2 separate regions of the Gossypium hirsutum genome follow, and region 1 is linked to region 2. The links are chromatin contacts, called in public Hi-C maps. All regions are on one chromosome and are shown on one strand. The core of a region is the stretch at or near the end of the contact, and the rest is flanking DNA. Distances in the headings are between cores, read along the strand shown.

Region 1 (4,985 bases), core at 1,287-3,786, 570 kb after region 2:
TCCGATTTAAGTTTTAGTCATTTTTATTCTAGTTTTATATATTAAACTTAACTGAAATTTTATTGTTCGAGTTTAATATGACGTGATAACTTATTTTTGTAAGAATTTACCTACGATCACTTCGATGATCAATTTAACATCCTGGATTCGGTCTAAACTTCTAGGTCGGATTTCGGGTGTTACATATCTCACCTTGCAAGTCTAACCATTTTTTTCTAATAAAATCGAAAAAACAACGAAGAAATAAAGAAAACCCCAAAATACAACAATTGAAATGAAATTTTAAACAATAAAAAAGCAAGAACTCTAGAAGAACAAAGTAGTTCCAGAGAGGGTAGAAGCCCAAATTTATAGATTTTTCAATTCTCCCTCATAAATGTACTGTTTTGGGTTCGAAGGCCATAACCAATAACATCTAACCACCTTTGCAATGTCTAATGCCCCTCATCATGGCCACTTTTCCTAGAAAACTATGCATTTATGATAGTTATTGTAAAAAAGTCTAATGCCTCTTCAACTTCTTCAGTGGGTTAAACCATCATCCAATTTTGGATCATGCCTTACGAGAGGCCACTTAATAACCTCTTGTTCAACCCAAAGGGCCTATTGTTATACCCCTTCATTGTTTGGACACGTATTAACACCGAATATGTTGTTGACCTATACGTTGACTCATTCTCAAGCAATGCCTCAACAGGCCACTCGTCCTCAAAATCTCTAGGAAAGACCACCCGCTCAATCTAAATAGAGGCATCCACCTATATTTAAGTGTGAACACTCTTCTAGTGTGAATGCGCTTCCAAGACACTAAGGAGTATATTTAGGCATAAGAACCTCATACTAATAGAGACATATGATATACGCCCATGATTATCCTTTACACATTACATTTAGCGAGGCTAATTGTTTATCCTGCCACGCCATACTAACGGACAAGAGGACCTCTCCTATAAAGACCCTAAAGAAAGATAAAGAAGGGATCGATATTTTAGCATCCTAAGGTAACTTTGATCAATTATCTTCTTGATCAATTTGTCCTCTTGTCCCTGTTCCAACTCTCAGCTTCTTTAGGTGAACGAACCTCCATTGCACCACTTTGATCTCCTTCTTTTCTTCCTCCCTTGTTGTACTCGATATCAACAAACATATTAGAATCTTTTAAATTTTTTATTTTTATAATTTCAAATATATATATGAATTTTATGGAGGGTTTAGATTTTCCTATTTTTATAATTTTATAGGTTTTTAAAATTTTAGAGAAAAAAAACTTTATTTTTTTATAATTTAGATTTTTTTATAACATTTTGACAATTTTTTTAGAATTTTCTTTTGAAATTTACGCTTTTAATTTTTGAACTGCTTGTATGACATTTTGGATGCATATCTCGTTTGAATTGGTTGTATTTTTCATTTTAGTTTTTTTAATGAAAAAATACACTAAAATAACTAATGATGAAATGAAAGAATAAATACTAAACTAATTTTAGAAATTCTTCAAATACCGAACTAATAATTTTTTTTGGCATAATAAAAATTTTGGCCTTAATGTTTACATTTAATTCCTTTTAAAAGGAATCAAATTTGATTATCAACTTTTTTAAAAAGCTCCAAATTTGACCATCAATCTAGGAGTCAAATTGTTATTGTTTTAACGAAAATATTGATTAAAATGTTAAATTTTTAAACATGACAACCCATATGACAATTCACATGTGCTTCATGTTAATTTTTTGAATTATTATGTATTTTTTATATATATTGAATTTTGAATTATTTTATTATACTTTTTAATATTTTTTTATAATTATTAAACAATTTGTTGATGTGGCATACAAACAAATAGTGTTATGTCAACATAAAGAGCACGTGAACTGTTACACAGTTTACCATGTTAACATTGTTAAAAAATTAATATTTTAATTAGTAATATGTTAGAAAAACAATTTGACTATTTTTTGAAAAGTTAAAAGCCAAGTTTAATTAAAAAAATCAAAAACCAAATTAACAAAAATATAAAAGTTAAAAGATAAACTTATCTTCTTCTTCTTTTTTTTTGTACAGTTTAGTTACATATTGGTTGGGCTTTAAAGCATCCATGACTTTTAACCCAACAAGATTTTGGAGAGAATTTCATGTCTGTAAGACCTATTATTTTTCTATTGTATGTATTTGTGTTCAAATATATCATTTTGGATTTACTATTTTTTTAAATATATTTTATATATGTATATATAAATATTTATAAATATTAAATAAATTCTAAATATAAAATATTCATCAATTATATAAAATATCCTTTCAATAAACTTCATAAATACAATTTATTATTAAACAAACTTAAAATAAACAAATAAAAAAAATCCCATAATTAAACAATAATATCATCTTATAACAACCCACCATCTAACAAGACCAAACTAAAAAAAAAATTAATTTTAAATTTTAAATGGCTTCTATCGGTCAATGTGGATAAGATCAATTAATACAATACTAAAATTTAGACTAAAACAAAACCTAAAGTTTATTGTTTTGGTTTAGTATTAGAGTAAAACATTCTGACGGACACAAGAAGTACCGATACAAATTCACTACCTTAGTGGAATTCCATGGTTCCAGAAACAGAGCTTTGAAGCCCATAACTAGTATTTACACCAACTAGGCTTTTTAACCAAAAACCCATATAAATGAGAGAGCTAAAAATAGAAACTTTGACATAATACAGGTGGGTCCTGGTAGGCTATATGGTGGATGCTATCTTCCATTTGGATTGATTGCAGGCATAATCACCATCACACATTTGTCAGCAACAAGCAGATAAGCAAACAACTGCCCAATTGGAAGTTTTAAACACACAACCAAAATTATAGAAAGGATCAGCGGAAAATAGAAAACTGAAAAAGAAAAAATGGTTCAGGCAATATCAACTTCGTCCTGTTGCAATATCCTCTTCTCAAAGTCACATCGATCCACCTCTCCTCATAGTCTTCATCGTTTCAATCACTACTCGCCAAGTTTCGCACACAGAATTTCCACCGGCGTTCAACGTAAAGCGGTGGAACTTCCATTGCCGGAAACAGTGACACAACAAGTCCAAAACAAGGAGCAAAGGAAGACCCAGTTTGCACTCGAGAATTTAACCTCTTGGCTGTTGAAACAAGAACTAGCAGGCAACATTGACGCCGAGCTCACTGTTGTTCTATCAAGCATCTCCTTGGCTTGTAAACAGATAGCTTCGTTGCTCCAAAGATCAAGCATTATTAATCTCACCGGCGGCCAAGGTACTATCAATGTCCAAGGTGAAGACCAGAAGAAGCTGGACGTTATATCCAATGAGGTTAGTCTATGTTTCCAATGGGTTTTATTTATGTCGTTTAGTAACATGAGACAAAAATAACATGACATGTTATGAAGTTTATTCACTAACCCAAGGTACATAATATAAGTTTAGTTGTTCTGCAACTGCCTAAGATCAAGTGGACGAACAGGGATTATAGCATCAGAGGAAGAAGATGTACCTGTTGCAGTTGAAGAAACTTATTCTGGAAACTACATTGTTGTCTTTGATCCTATTGATGGATCAGCCAATATTGATACTGCATTAACAACTGGATCAATCTTTGGCATATATGGCCCTGACGAGCAATGCCTTATCGATCTTGATGATAACTCCACGGTAATCCTTTCATCTGTAAAGTCTAATCTTAAACAATAACGGTTAAAATACCATGGAGGCCCTATATTAGGAGTAAGATTGCATTTACCCCATTACTCAAAAGATTGATAAATTAGTTCCTATGTAATAGATGAAAAAGTAATTTAATTCTTCTATTCAAAATTTTATCCATTTCATTAATCTATTTACATCAGCATTAATGTAATGTACAAAGACTAGTTTATTTAAAATTTTAACTAAAATGATAAATTTACACATTAATATAATGTACAAAGACTAGTTTGTCAATTTTTTGAATAAATAAACTAAATACAATCCGACTTATATAGTACAAGGGCTTCCATGGTACTTTTACAGTCAAGAACACAATTAACCAGCATAAATTACCTGCAGTTTTGTATCCTACAGCTGCAACTAAACAGTGGAAGTGAACTGCAAAAAAGCAGCCCACATTTATTTAAACAAGGCCACTGTTTTAATCTCTTACCTAAATGGTTTCAACTCGTTTACAATACAGCTTGATAAAGCGAGAGAAAAATGCATCATCAATGTTTGCCAGCCAGGGAGAAATTTATTGGTTGCTGGCTATTGTCTATATTCAAGCTCTGTTGTGTTCACCATCTCCTTAGGCAAGGGGGTGTTTGCATTCACCCTAGATCCCACTTATGGAGAATTTGTGTTAACACATGAGAATATCAAAATACCTGAGTCTGGTAAAATTTACTCTTTCAATGAAGGAAATTATGACCTCTGGGATAACAAACTGAAGAACTACCTTGACCACCTGAGGCAACCAGGATCCAATGGCAAACCATACTCAGGCCGCTACATAGGTTGCCTTGTTGGTGAAATTCATCGAATGCTGCTTCGCGGTGGCATCTATGGCAACCCTAAGAACAAGAACAGCAAAAATGGAAATCTGAGGCTACTATATGAGTGTGCACCAATGAGCTTTTTAATAGAACAAGCTAGTGGCACTGCAATAGATGGAGTTCAAAGAATTCTTGACATCGTACCTGAGCAGGTAACAGCTTAAACAAGAACCATATTGGCTAAGAATTACAATGTTAACGGGAGCATGTCCTTGCACTAGACAAGCATTAATGGCTTTAGCATGTTATATTGGCAGGTACACCAACGTACACCAATTTTCATTGGAAGCCCAGATGAAGTTCAGAAATTACAGAAGTACTTGGCTTGAGCTGTTGAGCACCAACATATGGGTTTCAACCTTTTTGCATGTTATGGGCATATTTCAAGTACACAAGATGACAAGACAATTTTCCTATCAAGGATGACGAGAGAAGTTTTC
Region 2 (5,071 bases), core at 26-2,525:
TCAATAAAATAAATCAAACAAGGAAAATGAGAGACATTTTCTTATAGTAGTCATAATACCTGAAACCGTGGAACCTTGTTTCTCCAATTTCCTATCATCCATGGGGGTTTTCTTTCTATCTTCACTAAAACTACTACAGATGCTGCTGTCTTCTGTTTCCGCAATTTCCTGCCCATGCCAATCCAATGAAGGTGGTGAATATAAATCTTCCTCAGAACTACTGTGACTGTGTTCCTCCTCATGCACTGTTGTTTCTGATGTGAAAAGATCAGAACTTGAACTACTTTCACGACCCTTGTCTTCAAGTAACACAGCAAAGGTCCCCATTTGAACCCCATTTTCACCAAAGCTTTTAATCTTCTCTTCAAACCTTTCTTTCTTCTCAACCAAACCCTCCATGTCAGCTCTCTTTTCTTCAAGAACACCAGGTGAATCAGGAACAGCAGAGTTGTTAACTATTGTACCACTATAATCTAATCTCTCTAAGCAACACACATTTGGCTCTATAGCTCTGTAGCACAAGCTTTTAACAGATTTTGGAACCCAAAAGCTACTAGCTTTTAGCTTTGGTACAGGCAAACAAAGCTTGAACTGGTAATCTTCTTGTTGGGTTGAGCCTATGTGCTCTCGGTGGATGAAAGGTCCATCCATAAGGCTAAAACCATACCTGCATTAAGGCAGAATGGAAGTAAAAAAAAAAAAAAAAAAGACTCAGAAATATAATATGGGTTTTTCCTTTTCTTAATGTATGAGAGAAAAAAGTGTGAAGCTATGTGGTCTTATATTATGAAGTAAAGCTGGTAATAACTATTTGAAGAGAATCCCCAGTTTTCCTTTTTGTTATTTTTCCTAAGTTGTCATGTTCTTAAGCAGACAAGAAAAGGGCTTGACAATGTCTAGGCTTTGTTTGAAAATTAAAAGTAGGGTGGTGATGGGAGGATGTATCCATTCAAATCCATGACGTCTATCCTTTCAATTTATGTTGTTTTTAAGATCCTAATAAGATGCACACAATGCCTTTAGTTTCAAAATTTAGGAGTTCTAGAAGTTGTTTTTGGTGTAAAGGAGAAGTTGTTCTTCAAGCGCTCCACATTGTCTGTGTCATGTTTTCTTATTTGGAATCTTCTTTTCCAAACCCAAATCAAACTTTTTATCATTTCTTCTTTACTTTGAATTGTAAATGAAATTCAACAGGATGATATACATATCAACCATCACCAACTTTTATTCTTTTATTTGAATTCAATGCCAATTTTGCTTTTATAAATCACATTTCAGTTTTACTCATAAATTTATTGCTATTAATTTTTTAAATTACCTACTTTAAACATATTTTAATGGTTTAGTATGTCAGTTTTTATTTACTTTTATTGAAGTCTAATTTTCCTTTAAAAGTTAAAACTAATTTGATCATAACTTTTTCTTTTTATTTTTTTACATAATTTTCGAGAATGAATAAATAATTGACAAGTAGAGTAGATAAAATAAGTAATGAATCGAATTTCAAAGTGGGTATGTTTTATATTTAAGTAAATTATGTTAGATTGGGATTATTTTAAAAATAATGTAAAATTAAACAATTAAATAGTTGTTAATTTTTGAAGGCCCCAATGTGAAAGTGTTTAGATTATAATAAGATTATGGGAAGGGTAAAACATTTTTTTTAATTTAATTTGGAAAACGAGTAATTAAGATGTGAAAGCTATTCTTATAATTGAGAATGAAAAAGAAAAATGAAGATGTGGGTATTGTCATTTATTAATTAAGAATATTTGAGGATTTCTTTAAGTATCAAATAATTATAACTATATAAAATTAACATTTCCACTTCCTTTGATTAATGTGGTTGTTCCTTTTGGAGAGGGTTAAATGCATTAGGATTCCAATTTTTTAAACTTTCTTAGTTTGTTTGTTATGTAGGGCTGGAAACCCCTTTATTTTTATGGTTGGAATATTTTTTGGTTTTAGGAGTGTGTGATGCAGCATCCACATTTAAATGGTAGGTTTTGAAATTTGAATCCCTAAGTACTCCTCTTCTTTTCTTATCCTTTTTCAGCTTTCAAGTTTAAACCAATGTATGTATTTAAGTTGCCCCAACTTAAAACTTTTTTTTAAAATCAAGGGATATTATATTTTTTTTCCTTAAATTTTGCAACTACATTCTACTTTAGCATTTATAATTGTACTTTTTTTTTAAAAAAAAATTTACATGGTACCTCATATCTATTTTGGTTATTAAATATTATATGTAACACTTTAAAATTATACCATATCATCATCGCCTAAAAATTTATATAATTTTTTTAAAAAAAATTTAAGCGATAAATGTGACACATTCTTAAAGTGTCACATTATTAAATTTTTTTAAATATTTTTTTAGTTTAAGAATCAAATCGAATCTAATTATTAAATTTAGATACTAAAATGAATAAAAAATATAAATAATAGAGGAAATTACAAAATTCAAGAGACAAAAATTATGTTAGATTGATTATTGAATAAAAATTTTAGTCGAGTTTCAACATAGGATTGATGCTCGTATAATTGATTGCATGAAAAACAATATAATTCCTTTTACATTAATAAATTGAAAGAATGTAATAATTCACAACCGATAATTATCCAAAATAATGGGTTTTTCTTTTTTAACAAATCACATCCTTGAAATAAATAAAAAAAACTTGGGTTTATGATTGACCTAAAAATAGTTAGGCTAACAAAAGTCCAATCTATGAGCCCATTTTCTCAGTAAAAGCCCCATGTATGATTGGCATCATAAAGGCCATTAAAGAACCTACAAAACAGCTCCAGGTTGTGGATATGGATTATGGAATCTGGTTTCAGCAAAGTTTATGCTTCCTTATCTGTGAAGTTTTTGAATGTAGGAGATCTGTATTGGTTTCTGAATGTTTCCTTTGTGTTTAATGTAGTGCATGCCTCCAGTGTGGAAAGCTGTTTTGGGCACCGGGACAAGGCCTTGGAAGAAGTGAGAAAGTGTCTGAAAACACTTGAGAGTGTATTTAAGGGAAAGAAATTCTTTGGGGGAGACACCACAGGACTACTTAATATTCAACAAGATTCAGGACTAGATTTTTTGACAGCAGATGAGTGCCCTGTGTTGATCAAATGCTGTGAAGAGTTTGTACACTGCAACGTTGTTAAGCGACACCTGCCTCCTACACATAAACTAATCGCCTTTCTAAAGAATTGGCTATCTGGCAATGGATGGACCGATTAATCCTATTTCCTCATGATTTTGTGCGTAGTAACTCAAAGGCAACTTGTGTCTTTGCATCTAATGTTGTGCTATTTCCAGATAATGCACCATCTTTACCTCATGGAATCGTGTTTTTCTTATTGGATTTCTCTCCGGAATTGGTTTACTTGGACTTGGTTAATTTAGTATTACAAAACTGAGCTTTCTCCCATGCTCATTGCTTCGTCTCCTTTCTGACTGTCCATTATATATATGTTAATAATTAACTTAAACATCTTAACCATTTCCGTCTCCCTTAGACCGTCACTGATTAAGTAAAGATGATGAAAGCCAACCTATCTTCTTCCCCAAGAAAACTAGGAACTCCTCCCTCTATTAATAGCTTCAAACCATAGTATTCCCTCCAAGAGTTGAAAAAAAAAATGGGTGAAGAAGTGAAGGTTTTTGGAACATGGGCAAGCCCTTTTAGCCGGAGGGTAGAGCTAGCTTTGTGATTGAAAGGTGTTCCGTACGAATATATAGAAGAGGATATATATATATATAAATAAGAATTCTTTGCTTTTGAAATACAATCCAGTTTATAAGAAAGTTCCTGTTCTTCTCCATAATGGAAAACCAATAGCAGAATCACTGGTTATACTTGAATACATAGAGGAAACATGGAAAAACAATCCAATTTGGCCAGAAGATCCTTATGGGAAAGCTATGGCTCGATTCTGGGCTAAGTTCATTGATGACAAGGTATAAACTTCTTTTTCCGATCCATCTTTTTCAAGTCTATATGACCTAAAAAGCAATTGTTACAAGTAAAAGTTCAAATAAACATGTTTGGTTGGGTTTATTAATTTATTGTTTTTATTTTTTTTAATGTAAACTTATGTTATAATATGATACTTTTATTATATTTTTATTAAAAAATCAATATTTGATATTGTTAGCACATTAATTTGTCATACAAAATCAATGTTTACAGATAACTTAATATAGAAATATGATATAATCCTCAAAAACAATATATCATATCATATTATTTAAAATATGATTTTTTTAAATAATTATATCATAATTTTTTCTGAAATAATCATGTTTAGAGGCGAATCTCCATTGGAGCTAAAGGGGCTTTGGCAGCTCAGATTTAAGCACTGTTTTTTATTCAAAAACGAATTGATGAAAGTGTAGTGTCGGTGTTAAGTTTGTGTGTGTTGGCCTGCGATACGGAAAGCAGAGTGGAGCCCAGAGAGTGAGCGAGAAAAGGCGATGGAAGAAGCTTGCGAATGCCTAAAAGCTCTTGAAAGTGCGCTCAATGGAAACAAATTCTATGGGGGACACACAATTGGACTCGTTGACATTGCTGCCAACTTTATTGGCTTCTGGCTTAGCATCGTTCAGGAAGCTACAGGGCGCGAGTTGCTGTCAGCTCACAAATTCCCCCTCTTGTTCAATTGGAGCCACGACTTCGTAAATTGCGGCATCGTTCAGGAATGCCTGCCTCCCAAAGACAAGGTATTGGCCATCTTCAAAGCTCGTGTTGCAGCACCCTCAAACTAATAATTAATGCCTTCTTCCTATCACCGAGTTTTTTTCTGAATCTTTGTTTATTTTCCAAGTGTTGTAAGGAAAGTAATGTGCCGTGTCCAGTTTCATCCTTTAATAAACAACCCATGTGTCCTTCAAGACTTAAATAAACAAATCAACCAACCAAATGGTTCGTATCTCAGCCGTACAAAATAGTTGATAAATATCTAGATCTTTCTATCATCAACCCCATGTGAAAATGGAAGGAAAACAATAAACAAAGTGACACGGTTTTTGAAAACAACTTCATAACATTGATGGCATACTCTTCCGCATCAT

Evidence for each region. A called contact is a pair of places that touch in the nucleus more often than the background predicts.
Region 1: a Hi-C map of leaf shows a contact between it and region 2, with 4 times the contacts expected there. The contact joins the promoter of LOC107948854 here to the promoter of LOC121228162 in region 2. A contact is called at or near these places in 2 of 34 Hi-C or Micro-C datasets (both in leaf).

Annotation. Positions count from the first base shown.
Region 1 is chrA04:75,403,280-75,408,264 of Gossypium_hirsutum_v2.1, forward strand. LOC107948854 (fructose-1,6-bisphosphatase, chloroplastic) reads left to right here and starts at 2,537. Exons shown (of 4, transcript XM_016883502.2): 1 at 2,537-3,334; 2 at 3,449-3,673; 3 at 4,191-4,697; 4 at 4,803-4,985. The coding sequence starts at 2,906. The coding sequence ends at 4,874.
Region 2 is chrA04:74,837,797-74,842,867 of Gossypium_hirsutum_v2.1, forward strand. LOC121228162 (rop guanine nucleotide exchange factor 7) reads right to left here and starts at 1,276. Exons shown (of 7, transcript XM_041111376.1): 1 at 60-1,276. The coding sequence starts at 651. It also overlaps the pseudogene LOC107948841.